3 separate regions of the Mus musculus genome follow, and all the other regions are linked to region 3. The links are chromatin contacts, called in public HiChIP or PLAC-seq and Micro-C maps. All regions are on one chromosome and are shown on one strand. Each heading gives the region's core, a stretch centred on a gene start, on an enhancer-like site or on the middle of the called end of the contact. The rest is flanking DNA. Distances are from core to core; before and after follow the strand shown.

Region 1 (5,018 bases), core at 2,140-4,639, 1.0 Mb before region 3:
CCACCTTAGCTGGCAGGCAGACAGGAACACTGTGATTTTAGGACATAGAAGCTTGATAGTTTTAAGTTCTTCTGATGCCCAGCCCCTACTCTGCCCAGGCTGGGGACCCTAAGGAGGGCTGTGTGCGCTCTGCTAAGGCCATCTCCACCTTCCACCTCCAGGCTGCGGTACAGCTGCCAAGAAACACGTGTTCATCTGCAGTTGTTTATAGAGAACCTACTTGGTTGTGGCCAGTGGCCTGGATGGACTTTGTGTTGACAACAGAGACCAGGCAGGGGTAGTCTCTGACCCTAGAATCCAAATGGAAAACCCTGGTATAGAGCTAACTACAGAGGGTATACTTAGGAACATAGCCCAGAACAGTCCTGCCAGCTAAGAGAGACTTGCTTGCCCATGGCTGTGATTCAGCAGTGGGCTCCTAGCAACCTCACCTAGACCTTGCTCCCCGGCAGGGCCCTGGCACAGAAGGAGGATACCACTGTAGTGGCGGCCGCCCCTGGCTAGTTCTCCTCTACAGAATGGGACAGCTGTCATCACTGCTGCCTGGAAAGGCCATCCAGAAAACTAAGCAGTGCCTTCGGTGAGGAGCCAGCCTCTTACATATAGTACTGTTTGATAAAAGGGAAGTCTCCCGCTATTTCTGGTCCCTAAGACTCAGGGGCAGGAAAGGACATCCATTTGCCCATGAGCCACTCTTCCTCTCTCCTAATCACCCAATGACTCCAGTTGAACCTCAGCAGGCACCTATCTCCTGGGGTATTCCCATATTTCTTATAAGTAGGAGCTCTTTGGAACTAAGGGATTACATAGGAGCTCCAGGGAGGACTGCGCCATTAGGGGCCACCAGAGGGCGCCTGGTCCTCAGAGTCCAGGTCTGGTGGCACAGAACCAGACAGGACCCTGAGCTTGGCTGCCCTTTGGGCTACTGCTATCTTAGGAGGTCACCCTGTTTCTCACTCCACATGCTAATACTCTCTTTAGTGCCCTGGGGCTTGGAGGTATTCTCCCACTCTGAGGGCTGTGAGGTGCAGCCCATGGGGTTCCAGAAAAGTGTGGCACCAGTTCTGAGGTGCACCAATAGGGATGATGGGAAAACATAGGCCCCAGCCTTGCATGTCAATAAATAGGGTGTCTCTGAACAAACACTGGGCCCCAACCAGTATGACTGCTGTAATTCTGCAGGGTGCCTACACACCCCAGCTGGATGGGCATCTACGGCTGTCCTCACAGACATCAAAGCCTTTTGCTTGTCTTGTTCCTAATCCCCCACATTCCCCAACTGCAGGGTAGTAAGAACCAGGCTCTCTGGAAGGACCACACCTCTGCTTCTTTATTTTGCCCTCTCACTGCCCTTGTCACTGCCTACATTGCCAGTCCCTGCCTACTCGGGCACAGTAGCTGTGGGTGGGTACAAGCTCAAGAAGGTCTCCAAGAAGGCATTAAGATGGGTGGCATATCCATGCCAAGGTAAGATGTAGGCTGGAAGGCCTCAGGCTGGTATGTGTGCGGAGCAGGGTACGTCTGGCAGGGATAAGAGATACACAAGGATGTCAGGGTATATGTTCCTATTTCTGTGTGTTTGGAGGTGGGTAGAGTGAGCAGGGTACCAACCAAACTATACCTGCTGCTGCCAGGCACCGGGTGACAGTGCCCAGAGAACTGTAGGAGGTGGCTTTGGCAATGGCAGGGCTGTATGTAGAGAGAGGCATAGAAAGGCCTGTTCTGAGGGCATTTGAGAGGGAGATAGTCAAGAGACTCAGGCCACACAATGTGTCTTGTGGGTTCTGTCTCTCCCCAGAAACAGGGTTCTCCATGGCTGGCTATCTACTGCCATTCCCAAGCAAGTTGGGGCCACAGGCCACCCCTCTGGGCAATACTCTTACTTTCCTCATTCAGAGTGCCTACGACACCAGTTGAGTTTGGTCTCTAGTCTGCAAGCCCCCTCAGTTTCAGAAGAATCCCACAGCAGGAATTCCCTGCTCACCAAGGCCCTGGTGTTACACTTATCCAGGAAAGCTCCCCACACATTTAAGAGCAAAGCCTGGGGCTTGGGAGGTCCTTGGGACATTGCATAGGCACTCCAAGCTCATAAAGATTCGGTTCCCAGAGCTCCTGAGGCAGCAGGGAAGGGAAGGGAGGGGAAGGGCTGCTCTCAGCAGCTGCAGGGCCGAGGCCGCCGCCAGGAGGGCCGCTCTTCTTACAAAGAGATGACAAGGCCCCTGGGCGGGATCCAAGACGCCGACCACCTGCAGCTGGGCTCGCAGCTCCAGGCGGCCCGGAGCGCCCGGTCAGACCACGAGTGTGCTAGGATAGGGGCGCTGGCGGGCACAAGTTCCTAGGTAGGAATCCCCTCGAGCCCTGGGGTCCCCTGAATCGCGCAGCGGGCTCACATTTCCTTAGAACCCAGGCTTGAAGTGTAGGATCTCCCCCATAAATCCCACCTAGGCGGCTCCTGCTGTGGATCCGCGTAAATTCCTAAGCAGAACCCTTGACGCCTCTGGGAGAGATCCGCATAGAGAAGTTCCTAGCCCACTGCAACCGGGATATGCGACCCAATAGACCGTCCCAGAGCTACCGCTTGCTTCGCCGCAAGGGCGGCAGGCACGCTGTCCCGGAGCTGGGATTGCTGCCCCGCCAGCACAGTGGGCCAAGCCGGGGACCAAAGACGCCCAGCAACAACCCTAACCCAAAGGGAGCGCAGATTGCTATGGGGAAGGGACTCTAGAGCGTAGTGGCTGGGAACTGGGCAGCAACAGAGCGGATCGGAGCTCGGGGGCGAGGGCCGTGGGGTATAGACCAGTTGAGGAGCAGGAGGCCACTCCAAGTCCAGGCGGCGGGTTCTGGCGCCCGGGGCTAGCTGCGGCGCGGGTAGGGGCCCAGATCAGACCTCCCGAGTGCTAGGGTCCGGTGCCCCCGGACGCAGCGCCCTTACTCACCCGAGATCTCTGCCTGAGGCACATCGCTCAGGCTAAAGCCCTTAGCCCCGTAGATCTGGCGGACTTCGCTGCAGCTCCGGCTCTTGCTGGCGGGGTCCCCGCGGGCGCAGACGACCAGCGCGGCGGCCGCGCACAGCAGCCACCAGCCTCGGGTCCGGAGTTCCATGGCGGGGCCCGAGGCTCCCTGGCCGCCGGTGCGCGCCTCCCTCGGTCCCGGCCGGCCCGCTCAGCCCAGTGTGCGCGAAGGGCAGAGCCAAGGTCCCAGCGCGCGACGCTCGTGGTCCAGAGGCGGTGGCAGTCGAGGAGGCGGAGACAACAAAAGCCGGCTGCGGCTGCGGCGCGGGGAGCTAGGCGCGAGGCGCGAGGTCCGGCCGCTCAGTCGGGCCGCCTAGAGCGCGGCGGGCGAACGCGCAGCCCCGGCTCGGCGCCTCCCCCGCCGCCCGCCCGGCCCCACGGCGGCCGCGGAGAGGGGCAGGGAGGGGCGGGGAGCGCGGGCGGGAAGAGGGGAGCGCCCGGGCGGGGCGGGGCGGGGCGAGGCGGGGCACGATCGGGGCGCACCGGGCGCCCCTTCGCTCTCCGGAGGGAGAGGAGGGAATGTTCTCTCAGCCCAGGCGATGTGCTCCGTTGCCTGGGTGAGATGGGAGGCGGCGGGGAGAGCCTGGAGTGCAAAGGCCGAGTCCGGGGTCCCCTAAGGTGTCCCCCCCAGCCCAGCACCCAGGGCGGCGGCACCACCTGTGGGGGCGGGGGCAGGGCGGGGGGGGGGGGCAGCTGAGGCAGGGCTTCCCTCGCCGGACGTGACATCACGTCCTCCGCTGGCCAATCAGGAGCTTCCCCGCCCCCAGCCGAATTCGGCATCTCTTTGCTCCTTTCCATCCTTCACCTTACCGGCTTGCTCTCTTAGCGCTTCTACTACTCAGTCCTGGTCCGGTCACTTCCCTACTCACCTGCTGCCCCCCACCCCCCAGCAACAACTCCTACATCCATACGCCCTTTCTAGCCGCCCCTGAGCGGCTCCAGTTCTCGTCTGACGTGTTTTGGAGGAGGATGAGGGGGCTGAAAACTGGCCAAAAAAAAAAAAAAAAAAACTAGCCTTCATCAGCTCAGATGACTTCAGTTGATGCAGATTGCCAGCGACTGTTACGGTCCCTCTTCGTGACTATTTAGGTGCTAGAGCAATGGGGCAGAGGCAGGTCTGTAGGCTTGGGTGCAGCGTGGTAGGTGACCTCTGGCAAAAGGAATAGAGCGAGGAGTTAATGTTGGGCAGCTCAACTCCAGGCCAGGTGTGGCAGACCACCAACTGTCACGCAGCTGCAGGGATGATTGTGGGGAGAAGGGACCCTACCTGGGACCTACCTGGGAGCTGGTGATGGTGCTGGGTCTGGAGTTTCTTGCTTAGCTGCTGCCGGGCAGCACTATCCCTCCTGCTGTTCCCTTTATCCTATGAAGAGGCCATCATAGCTGAGGTTAGACTGAATCTAGATACCTAATCTGGGAATGGGAAGAAAGCGAGATGTGGTTTATGGTTGAGAGTCATAGATTACCACTATGTGTCAATAGAGTGCAGCGCTCTTGGATTCAGCTGAATCAGGGCTTTGCAGGTTTGTGGCAAAACCCCCAATCACCCATGCCTCAGGATGTCCTCCCGTCAGGGGTTCTGTCCACCTTAGGGGGTGGGTTTCCTGTCCTAACTCCTAGGAAAGTGATCCAATTAATCTCTGCAGTCATTGCTTGAGAGTAACAATGGAAAACCAATCTATCGGAGCAGATATCCTCACATCCCTCTACTGTAACACTGCTCCTGACTCACGGACCCCTGTCCACTGCATGTCCTGGCCAGGACAGCTTGGATCCCTGTCACTTTTAATAGAGGACTTGCAATGGCCAGGGCTCCTACTTGCTTTCTGTGCTCCCCATGTGTTCTGGCCTCTCAACATGCCATCACCACTGAATGCCTCTTTGTAAGTTGACCAGCCTAGATAGTTCCTTGGGGTAGGCTCAGTGTCTGAGCCATTTCTGGACCCCAAAATGGCAGGTCTTTAGGCTATGGCCTTTGCTATGATGCTGTATAGGTTGGCTGTCTTT
Region 2 (4,485 bases), core at 1,658-4,157, 1.1 Mb before region 3:
TATGTGGTCAGAAAATGGTTCTAACCTCAAAGGGACTGAGTTAAGTATGAATGGCCAGGGTTGGCAACGTGGCTTCAGGTTGCTCCAAATTGCTTGAGAACTCCCACTAGCTAACTGGGAATTCGGAGTGCTTTTGACCACAAGCCCCACTCCCCCAGTGACATACTTTCCCAACCAGGCCACACCTCATCCTTTTCAGACAGTTCCATCAACTGGCAATCCATCATTCAATCATGAGTCTGTGGGAGGCATTCTTACTCAGACCACCACAGATGGCCTCAGGAATGGGATTGAGCTAATGGGAATGAGGAGGGGTTTGAAAGCCCTTTCTGTCGTATCCAGTGGCCAGCATGGAAGCCAACTTTGGGTAAAAGCAGGGGGACTGAGAGGAACAGTCGGCAGAGTTTGGGACCACTGAATCAACCAGACTTGGAATCTGATTCCAAGATTTCTCCATGTGCTTCCCTAGATGGTACTGGAGGTGGGTGTTATTCCAAAGTCTCTGGTCTCATATTTCACGCTCAACTCTACTGAGCTCAGGTGTTGCTTACCAATTCCGTCTACCTTTGGGCTCTCCCCAGGGTACTGGAGCATACTCTCTGAAGCTGGGGTTTTCTGGAGATGAGTCCTGACTCCATGAGTTGTGCTAGTTGAGCATTAGTGGGAGTTGACACATCAGTTCAATGGGTCATGACCACATTCTTTTTTTTTCAATAGAAATAGTGAAAAGAACAGAATACACAAAGTATTGGGAGTATACAAGTAGTGAATAAACTCTTTATGAACCTTTTCTGAGCTTTGTTTTGCCACAATACAAAAGGGGTCTTGGCATAATGTGTTGCTGTCTTACACAGGCTTATTGTGGGTTGACAGTTAACAGTTTAAGCCCCTGAGAGGACACACAGGACAGAATAGTTCTATGTAGAACAGCCCTGCCCTTCGACCTTCAGCCTGGATTTTGAGGCCCCTATTGTCCTTCATAGCACTCAGTAGTCCTGAGTACGGATGCAGCATATGGGAAGTGCCCACAGGTGCTGTTTCTCAGGCCTGCTGACTTGACAGATTGAATCAGACATCAGAAAGCCCGCCTGTTCCTTACTCTTCTACAGCTCCATATGTGCTGACATTTTCAGGCATCATTTAGTCTTAAGGTATTTAAAACCAAAGGGCCAGAACAGGAGTTAACACACACACACACTTTAAACAATGGAATTTTTCACTTAGCACATGCCACATATATTTGTGTACTTTTTCAGACGACAGTTTTGGGCTTGGGCCAATTGATGGGTACACGCCATCAGTGGCACCCTGTATTTTTTGTCCTCCAGTTTTGTGAAACCATAAAACCACCTTGCAGTTGAGGCAGAGTCCTTTTGGAATTCCTCTTTTCTCACTGTATTGGCTAGTTTTGTGTCAACTTGACACAAGCTGGAGTTATCACAGAGAAAGGAGCTTCAGTTGGGGAGATGCCTCCACGAGATCCAGCTGTAAGGCATTTTCTCAATTAGTGATCAAGGGGGAAGGTCTCCTTGTGGGTGGGACCATCTCTGGGCTGGTAGTCTTTGGTTCTATAAGAGAGCAGGCTGAGCAAGCCAGGGGAAGCAAGCCAGTAAGGAACATCCCTCCATGGCCTCTGCATCAGCTCCTGCTTCCTGACCTGCTTGAGTTCCAGTCCTGACTTCCTTTAGTGATCAACAGCAATGTGGAAGTGTAAGCTGAATAAACCCTTTCCTCCCCAACTTGCTTCTTGGTCATGTTGTTTGTGCAGGAATTGAAACCCTGACTAAGACACTCACCATTGCTTCCAAATGTCAGAATCGGGTCCAATTTGTGACTTCCAGTGATCTTTGTTAACTTTTCAGTCTTTAACAGTTTTAGTAGAAAAGCCTCGTTCCCAGCCAGTGATTCACTGACTTCTATAGCAACAGCAGTGACTCAGTGAACCCCTTCATGTTTGCAGACACCCGTTTTGGCAAGGAAAGTTGCTAATTTGCTGAAAGCAAGTTGGCCTGAGATCAGTCTCCAGTCATCAATCCCTGGAATCTGCCAAGTTTACCAATCCACCAAAATTTCAAAAGCTAGTGTTCCTAGGTTTTCTTAACGAATGTTAACATATTATGAAAACATTCCTTTTGGGGAAGGATGGGACATTGGGATGATGCAAGGTCTCACTCTGGTCCAGGCTGACCTCTAACTTGGAGTGATTTTCCTGCCTCAGCTTCCTAAGTGCAGGGATGGGTTCCCCACTGTGCCTGGGAAATGTGTATGACAAGCCGTGGAAATATAGCTTCTTGATCTTTGTCTGCTAAGTGCCCGTGTATGCATTTATAAATATAAATCCATTTTTGGCACATCATATCTTTTGGCCCAATCTCACTATCTGTATCTCCTCCTAAGGCCCATGGGGCCTCAGCACACTGGTATCCAGCCATTCACTGTGCCTCTGGACTTATACTCCTGTGCATCCTGTTTGCAACCCTGTCCTGGAAGACCCTCTCCTTGAGGTTCCCCCTCTGCCAAGACCAGGCTGCACCCACTGGTAAAGCTGAACTTGGCAATTAGACGGCCTTAACGAAGCCTTGGCTCCAGGGTCTTCCACAGCTTTCTCTCATGAGTGCTGGTAGCTTCTGGTCCAGAGGCTAATTCAACGTGGGTCCGACACGCTAAGCCAGCATCCACAGAAGGACTTGAGCTTTAGCGGTGGCAGAGCCTGCTTTCCCAGCTCAGGGATTGGTGGTGTCTGAGACAGGCCCGTGGCAATCGCAGCTCAGCTATCTAATTGCAGATTTGTCCAGGGGCGGGTCTGAATGGGGGTGGGGGGAGTGAAGGGAGGAGTCAGCACAACTTGGCTAGGATTGGCTGTAACTGGGCGTGGCCGTCTCCACGGCAACGTGACGCACTTCTGTACTGGATTTACTCCATTACTCTGAGACACTTGGTGTGATTTAGACCAAGGTTTCGGTCTGCTGAAGGTGACCCTGAGGTCAGTGGCCGAGGCTAGATCCCACATGGTTTTGACGACCCTTACAGTGGCGACCACTCCTGGGAAGGCCAGGGAACGCCCGCCCCCCTTTCCCCGAACTCCCATAGGCTAGTAAGCCCTCAGGAGCTAGAGGGGGCTACTAGAATAATCAGAAAAGCTGCGGGCAGTTCCCCCAGATGCCACTGTCCACGGTTCTGAGGGCGAATTGTGACCACAGATTTATTTCTAGGTTTGAAGAGGAGAGATATGGAAGAAATTCGTTCCGTTGTTACCACGGACTCTCAAGGCTCGAAAACTTTAAGCTCCAGAGGTCTGGAGGGGCAAAATGGTCGGTCTCTTGACACTGAGAGCCAGGATTCCGTGAAGAGCTACACCTTCTTCAGAAGGTGCAGGGGGACTTGCGGGCAGGAAGGTGTAATCAGTACCACGGGGCCAAGCATCCGCTGGAATTTAATATTAGGGCAGACCTTAAAAATTCCCTAAAAAGGGAACCTTGTATGGTGGTATCCTACTTTAATGACGGCATTGGGGAGACAGAGGCAGATCTCTATCAGTTCAAGGCCAGCCTGGCCTACATAGGGCAATCTAGACCATCTAGGGCTGTATAGTGAGACCCTGCGTGCAATATTACTATTATTACTGCTACTGCTGCTGCAGCTACTGCTATGACTACTACATTGCTCAAAGTTCATGTTGACTAGAGCTCTGCTTTTTTTTTCTCTCTCTCTCTATACCTTTTCTCTGCCAACTGGAGCTCACATTCACAAGGTTCTAGGAAGCAAGGCTTCATGAGCTCAAACACACTGATACCTGGACCTTGGGCTTCCGGCTCCTAGAACCAGGTGGTTTGTGGTAGCTGCCTAGCAGACTCACACAGTCTCTCTCACAGATGAGGGAACTAAATCACAAAGGGAGCCAGGAATCCAGTTAGGATGAGCAATTGGAAGTGGCAGAGCCAGGTGACTGGGCCCTTCCTTCTGTGCCAGCTGCTCATCTCTAAAGCCTCTACACTGGCCTTTCCAGCTCTCTTGGTTATAGTTCGATTTTCTTGATTGAATTCACATTTTTCCCCCCAGGAAAAACATTCCCTTTCTTTCCTCTTATTGATAGCCCTTTCCAAGAAGTAGCCAAGTGGTCTTGTGCCATGTTGGGAGGCAGGAACTTCAGGCCAGGTCTCACTTTGTTAATATCTCTGTTTAAAAAAAAAAAGTGCCAAGGTTAAATGGTGCAATACAGACCCCACCCTCAAACAGTGCTGGAGGCAGAAACCCAAGAGCAAAGGGCCTCTGGCTTGATGTTCTTTCAGAGATCTCTCCCTGACTTGTATTGACCTCCCTCTGTCTGTGCGTTTCATCTCCCATTTGTGTGTCCCTATGCCCAAAAGAAGGTGCCCTTCTCATGAGAACTAGTCACCCTGGCCTAGGGCCCAACCTAATCACCTCAGATACGAAGGACATTTCTGAGCTACTAGCTTTTAGGATTGCAGCATTAGGATTCCAACT
Region 3 (4,306 bases), core at 1,494-3,993:
GGTCCAACATCAGTGAGTGCATCAAACAGGGACACATTGCCTTGGAAAGAGTCCTCTGTGTGGCCAGACACCAGCTAAGCCCACTAGCCTTTGTATTTGATTATTTGAAAGTAAACAGGCCTGCATCTTGCTTTCCAACCCAATGTGTTATCTGATAGTTTAATGCCTTTTTGTCCAAATAAGCTCTTAACATTTTTCATTTGTTTATTACAGATATTGCATTTTTGGATTTTAAAACATATTTGATTGCAAACTGTGATTGAATCAAAGTTGTTGAAGAGAGCAATTATCTTAAAATGAATTTTAAATGCCCCCACTAAATTCTTGCATCAGGGTAGGATCTCCTAGTGTTGGCTTTCAATAATTTTCGGAAGGACTATCTTAACGATAGTTCTGTTGACATTTCCCTTAAACAAATTCTATGTGTGTGTATAAAAAAGATGGTGCATTTCATCTGTCTCGGCTCCCTCAGACGTGTTGTAAACCATGGCGGTAAGAGGGGTGAGTGGAACTTAACTAATGGACACTCATAATTTAGGCAGCAAAAAAACAGAATTAATGTATTATCCCTCTGAAGCTTCGAGTACTTTGCCAACCCAAACTTTCTTTCCTAGAGAAATACGTGATTGAGACAATTCCCATCTGTTTTTGACAAACACAGGGGAAGATTCCCACAAGTGACTCTGTTAAAAGCTCTTCTTAAAAACTATAAAATAGTCGTATCCCAGAGGTTATTTCATGAAAACATTTTTTTGATGATAGAAATAAAGGATTTTAAAAAAAAGAAAGAAAGAGGGTAAGAAAGGAAAGGAAGAAAGAAAACAAACCCACTGTATGAGACCAACATTTTGTGGCCACAGCAGCAACTTTCAAGATATTATAAAATTATAAAAGTGTAAATAGATGTTTGGGACAATGGATAATCATGTTAATCTTGATTAATCCAAATTCTTTCTGTGTTAAGCGGAGACTTTCATTTAAAAAAAAACACACAAGATGCATGAAAAACGAAGGAAAATTAAGTGGGAAGAATTTTCTATACCACGCTCCCCTCGAAGATCTAAGCAAGGCCTCAGGGAAGCAGAGCCTGCAGGATACTGCCCCTGGGGCTGCCTGGGGATTTGGGATGTGTCTGCTAAGCAGCGGGTGCAGGACATGATAAACGCTCTCTGAAACACCAATCCGGTGCTCAGCTGTGCTGAGCTGCCTTCTTCCCAGGCAAGGCCCTGCTCACACTGCTTCTTCATCCACACCCACCGCACACTCAGACCTGTTACCCAGCCTGAATCCCTTGCCTCTGTGTCTTTCCAAGTTCAAGGATGGTGGTACTTAAGCACACAACTCTAAATACGATCCACCTGCTTGCAGGCAGCCAGAGACTCCAAGCCGCTACATCCACCCAGGCCTGGGCGCTTGAGGGTTCCATACTTTTGGGGCGACAAGGGTCTACTGCATTCTTGGCGCCCAGAGATTTGCTCCTCTGTGAACCTGGAGCCCCAGCGCTGAACAGAAACCTCTCTGCCGCGCCAGGGGCCAGCATCATCTTACGTACTGAGCCGGCTAGGGCTTGAACGCCCTAGCATCCAAGGCGCGGGCCGGAACTGCGGATCAGAAAGAGCGGATTGTCTGTACCACGCGTGGGCTCCTCAGCTCCATAGAATGAGCGCGAGGCAACAGGTCGGCCACAACCCAGCGGGCATCGCATCTCCTGGCCTCCGCTGGCCTAAGGAAGACGTTTTGACAACCGCTCCCCACAGAGTCACCCACAGATACCCATCCACCAAAAATGAAAAGTGACCATTTGTCCAATAAGTGTATTTGGACCCTGATGGGGAACCACAGGCGGGTGGATTCCGAACGGATACCCTTGGCAAAAGACCTTGGGCGTGCCCCCGGGGTAGGAGAGTTTTCTCAGGTCGCGCCAACCCTTGCAGGGTGAGGAAGCTCACCCCATCCCTGTGCGGTTGCCTGAGGTACCTTCACGAGGAGAGATACACTGGCCCGTCCGCCCACCCACCCGTGCGTCGTGGATGCCCACCACACGCAGCACCTACCCTGGCTTGCGGCTCCGGAGGTGGATGGCACGGCGCGGCGCTAGTGGGAGGCGGACATGGACCACGCGCCCTCCATGCGCCACACGGAGAAGGCGTAGCTGAGACGCTCGTGAGCCACGTAGCTGCAGCTGGTCATCTTATTGTCCATCTCGTCGCTCTGGAGAACCTGGTAGAGGAAGTCTATGTACCTGGCGGCCAGCTTGAGCGTCTGGATCTTGCTGAGCTTGTCAGAGGGGAGCGTGGGGATGATCTTGCGCAGCGCGGCGAAGGCCTCGTTGAGCGACTGGGTGCGCTGGCGCTCGCGCACGTTGGCCAGGATGCGCTGGCTCTGCAGCTCCTCGAAAGACTGCGCGCTCGGGCTGCCCTTCTTGCCGCGCTTACCCGGGGTCGGGCTGCCATCTTCGCTCGATTTCTTGCTGTAGCGCCGCTTCCGGCCGAAGCGCTTGGGCTGCCTCTCCAGCTCTTCCTCACTGGTGCCCAGACTGTCCACGGGGGACACCGGCGAGCTGGAGCCCTCCTCCATGGCGCCCGCCCGGCGCGCGTGGGGCTGGGGGGCGCCGAGCGCACGCCACTGGCCAAGCCCGCGGCCGCCGAGCACAGGCTCCCGGGTCGCTCTCAAAGGCTCTGATTTCGAGGCCGGCTTGTGCAAAACCGAGGTCTCCGGGAGAGGAAGTTATTCTAACTTTTTTGGAAACTCTATCCCGGCTGGGTTGCTAAATAGCTGTCAGGAGCGAGGGCGGCGCGCTGATTGGCCACCGTGGCCAGGGGCAGGACAAATTCTGGGGCCTTCGCCGGCCGCCCCCGCCCCCCCCCCCCCCCCCGGGCGGCACTTTCAGTTTTGTCTCCGCTTTTTTCGGCCCTGACTGTGGCCCGCATCTCGGAGGCCAGATCCGCGCGCTCAGCCTGCGCTCCTACCCCAGGCGCGGGCCGCTAATCAGCGGTGCTGACCTCTAAGTTCAACGGTGCCTGCCTTTGTCTGAGTCTCCTGGAGCAGATTTGGCCCTGCCAGGGTTCAGGGTCTCTGCGAGGGGTGGAGGAGGCAAGTCCAAGCCCAGATGTGCTCCGTGGACCAAGGACGCAGCTGGGAGCCTCTTGGGGCGCGCACTGAGACCTCCGGCGTCTGCAACGCGATCCTGCCCGCAGTGAGTGGAGCTGTGCAGGCAGAGTGCCACGACCCGGGGCAGGGCAGATACTCGCCTGTTGGCAGAGATGTCCACCCCCACGATCTCGCCTCTAGGATCTATAGAGACGCCGCCCGGCTCGGGCCAGTATGCAAGTTGGAGATCCTTTTTCAATCCCGATTTTCTGGGCTACTTCAGCCTGGACACGTTTTCAGAACCTGCCCCCTAAATGCTTTATAGCTTAGGCATCACAGCGAGCCTCTGCGGGAGCGCCCATGTGCCCGCCATGCCTGCCTACCTGACCTTGCCCTGAGTGTTGGATCCCGGTTTGGGGTTCAGCCTCAGCCTCTGTACTGTGCTTCACTTGCAGGCGGGTGGTGGGCCCAGAACACTGAGACTAGGGAGAGGCTGAACCTGTCTGAAGTCCCCTGCCCTGGGCACTGATGGGCAGGGCAGGAGGGCTCAGGATTGCAGAACATTGGGCCAGGCCTTGGTGAACAGACATCACGGATCCCGGCCCTTTGCCATCTGGACTCTGAGCGCCGAGCGCCAGCCAGCGCGTTTGAAGTGCTTGGGGTCTCTTTGTTCGCCAGGCCGCTCTAGCTGGGGCCTGGAGGTGGTTTACAGCTTCCTTGCCTTTGAACCTATTCCCAGGTGACCCGGGCTCAACTAGGCCAGGCTTGAGCATGGCTGTCAGAGAAGCCCTGTGATCAAGGGCTAACTAGGTCTTATTGAAGTTGAACCTGAGGCCAGAGACTGCTACAGCCTCAGCCACTCCTGGGGGCAGTGGGGAGGGCCCCCGATGTGGGGCCCTCGGGTTGAGACCACTGTCTAAGGAGCTGGAAGAGCTGTGTATGCCACTTCTTGCCCCCTCACCAAAGGCCTGGGCTCTCCACCTTTGGGGACATGCAACACGCACCACTGGAACAATGCTCTGTGGAGAGCAGGCCCACTCACAGAGGACTGTCACAGCTCTGTGGCTCCTTAAACATTCTCAGGCTTCAGAAGGGTAGTTAAAGGTCTCCTTCAGCCACAGTGCCCATTGCCAGGCTGACTTGCCTTCTGGGAAGGCCACATTTTATCCAATGTCCCTTTCCTTCATCTTTTAAAAATTCAAAGTTCCTTTAAGGA

What was found. Hi-C and Micro-C count contacts between places; a contact is called where the count stands out from the background. HiChIP or PLAC-seq counts read pairs in DNA pulled down with a chosen protein or histone mark.
Region 1: a Micro-C map of embryonic stem cells shows a contact between it and region 3, with 2.1 times the contacts expected there. The contact joins the promoter of Gpc1 here to the promoter of Twist2 in region 3. A contact is called at or near these places in 2 of 39 promoter capture datasets (the C10 cell line and hippocampal neurons), 3 of 484 Hi-C or Micro-C datasets (all in embryonic stem cells) and 1 of 115 datasets of contacts at active chromatin or transcription factors (embryonic stem cells).
Region 2: a contact with region 3 is called in a FOXA1 HiChIP or PLAC-seq map of pancreatic cancer cells. The contact joins the promoter of Ankmy1 here to the promoter of Twist2 in region 3. A contact is called at or near these places in 2 of 39 promoter capture datasets (cranial neural crest and embryonic stem cells) and 1 of 115 datasets of contacts at active chromatin or transcription factors (pancreatic cancer cells).

The regions. Positions count from the first base shown.
Region 1 is chr1:92,830,016-92,835,033 of GRCm38.p6, reverse strand. It overlaps Gpc1 (glypican 1), which reads right to left and starts at 3,389. Exons shown (of 9, transcript NM_016696.5): 1 at 2,937-3,389. The coding sequence starts at 3,102. Gm29481 (a long non-coding RNA gene) reads left to right here. Exons shown (of 3, transcript XR_003947946.1): 1 at 1-2,339.
Region 2 is chr1:92,901,328-92,905,812 of GRCm38.p6, reverse strand. It overlaps Ankmy1 (ankyrin repeat and MYND domain containing 1), which reads left to right and starts at 2,907. Exons shown (of 18, transcript NM_001347091.1): 1 at 2,907-2,983; 2 at 3,213-3,369. The coding sequence starts at 3,230.
Region 3 is chr1:91,799,898-91,804,203 of GRCm38.p6, reverse strand. It overlaps Twist2 (twist basic helix-loop-helix transcription factor 2), which reads right to left and starts at 2,743. Exons shown (of 2, transcript NM_007855.3): 1 at 2,055-2,743. The coding sequence starts at 2,577. The coding sequence ends at 2,095.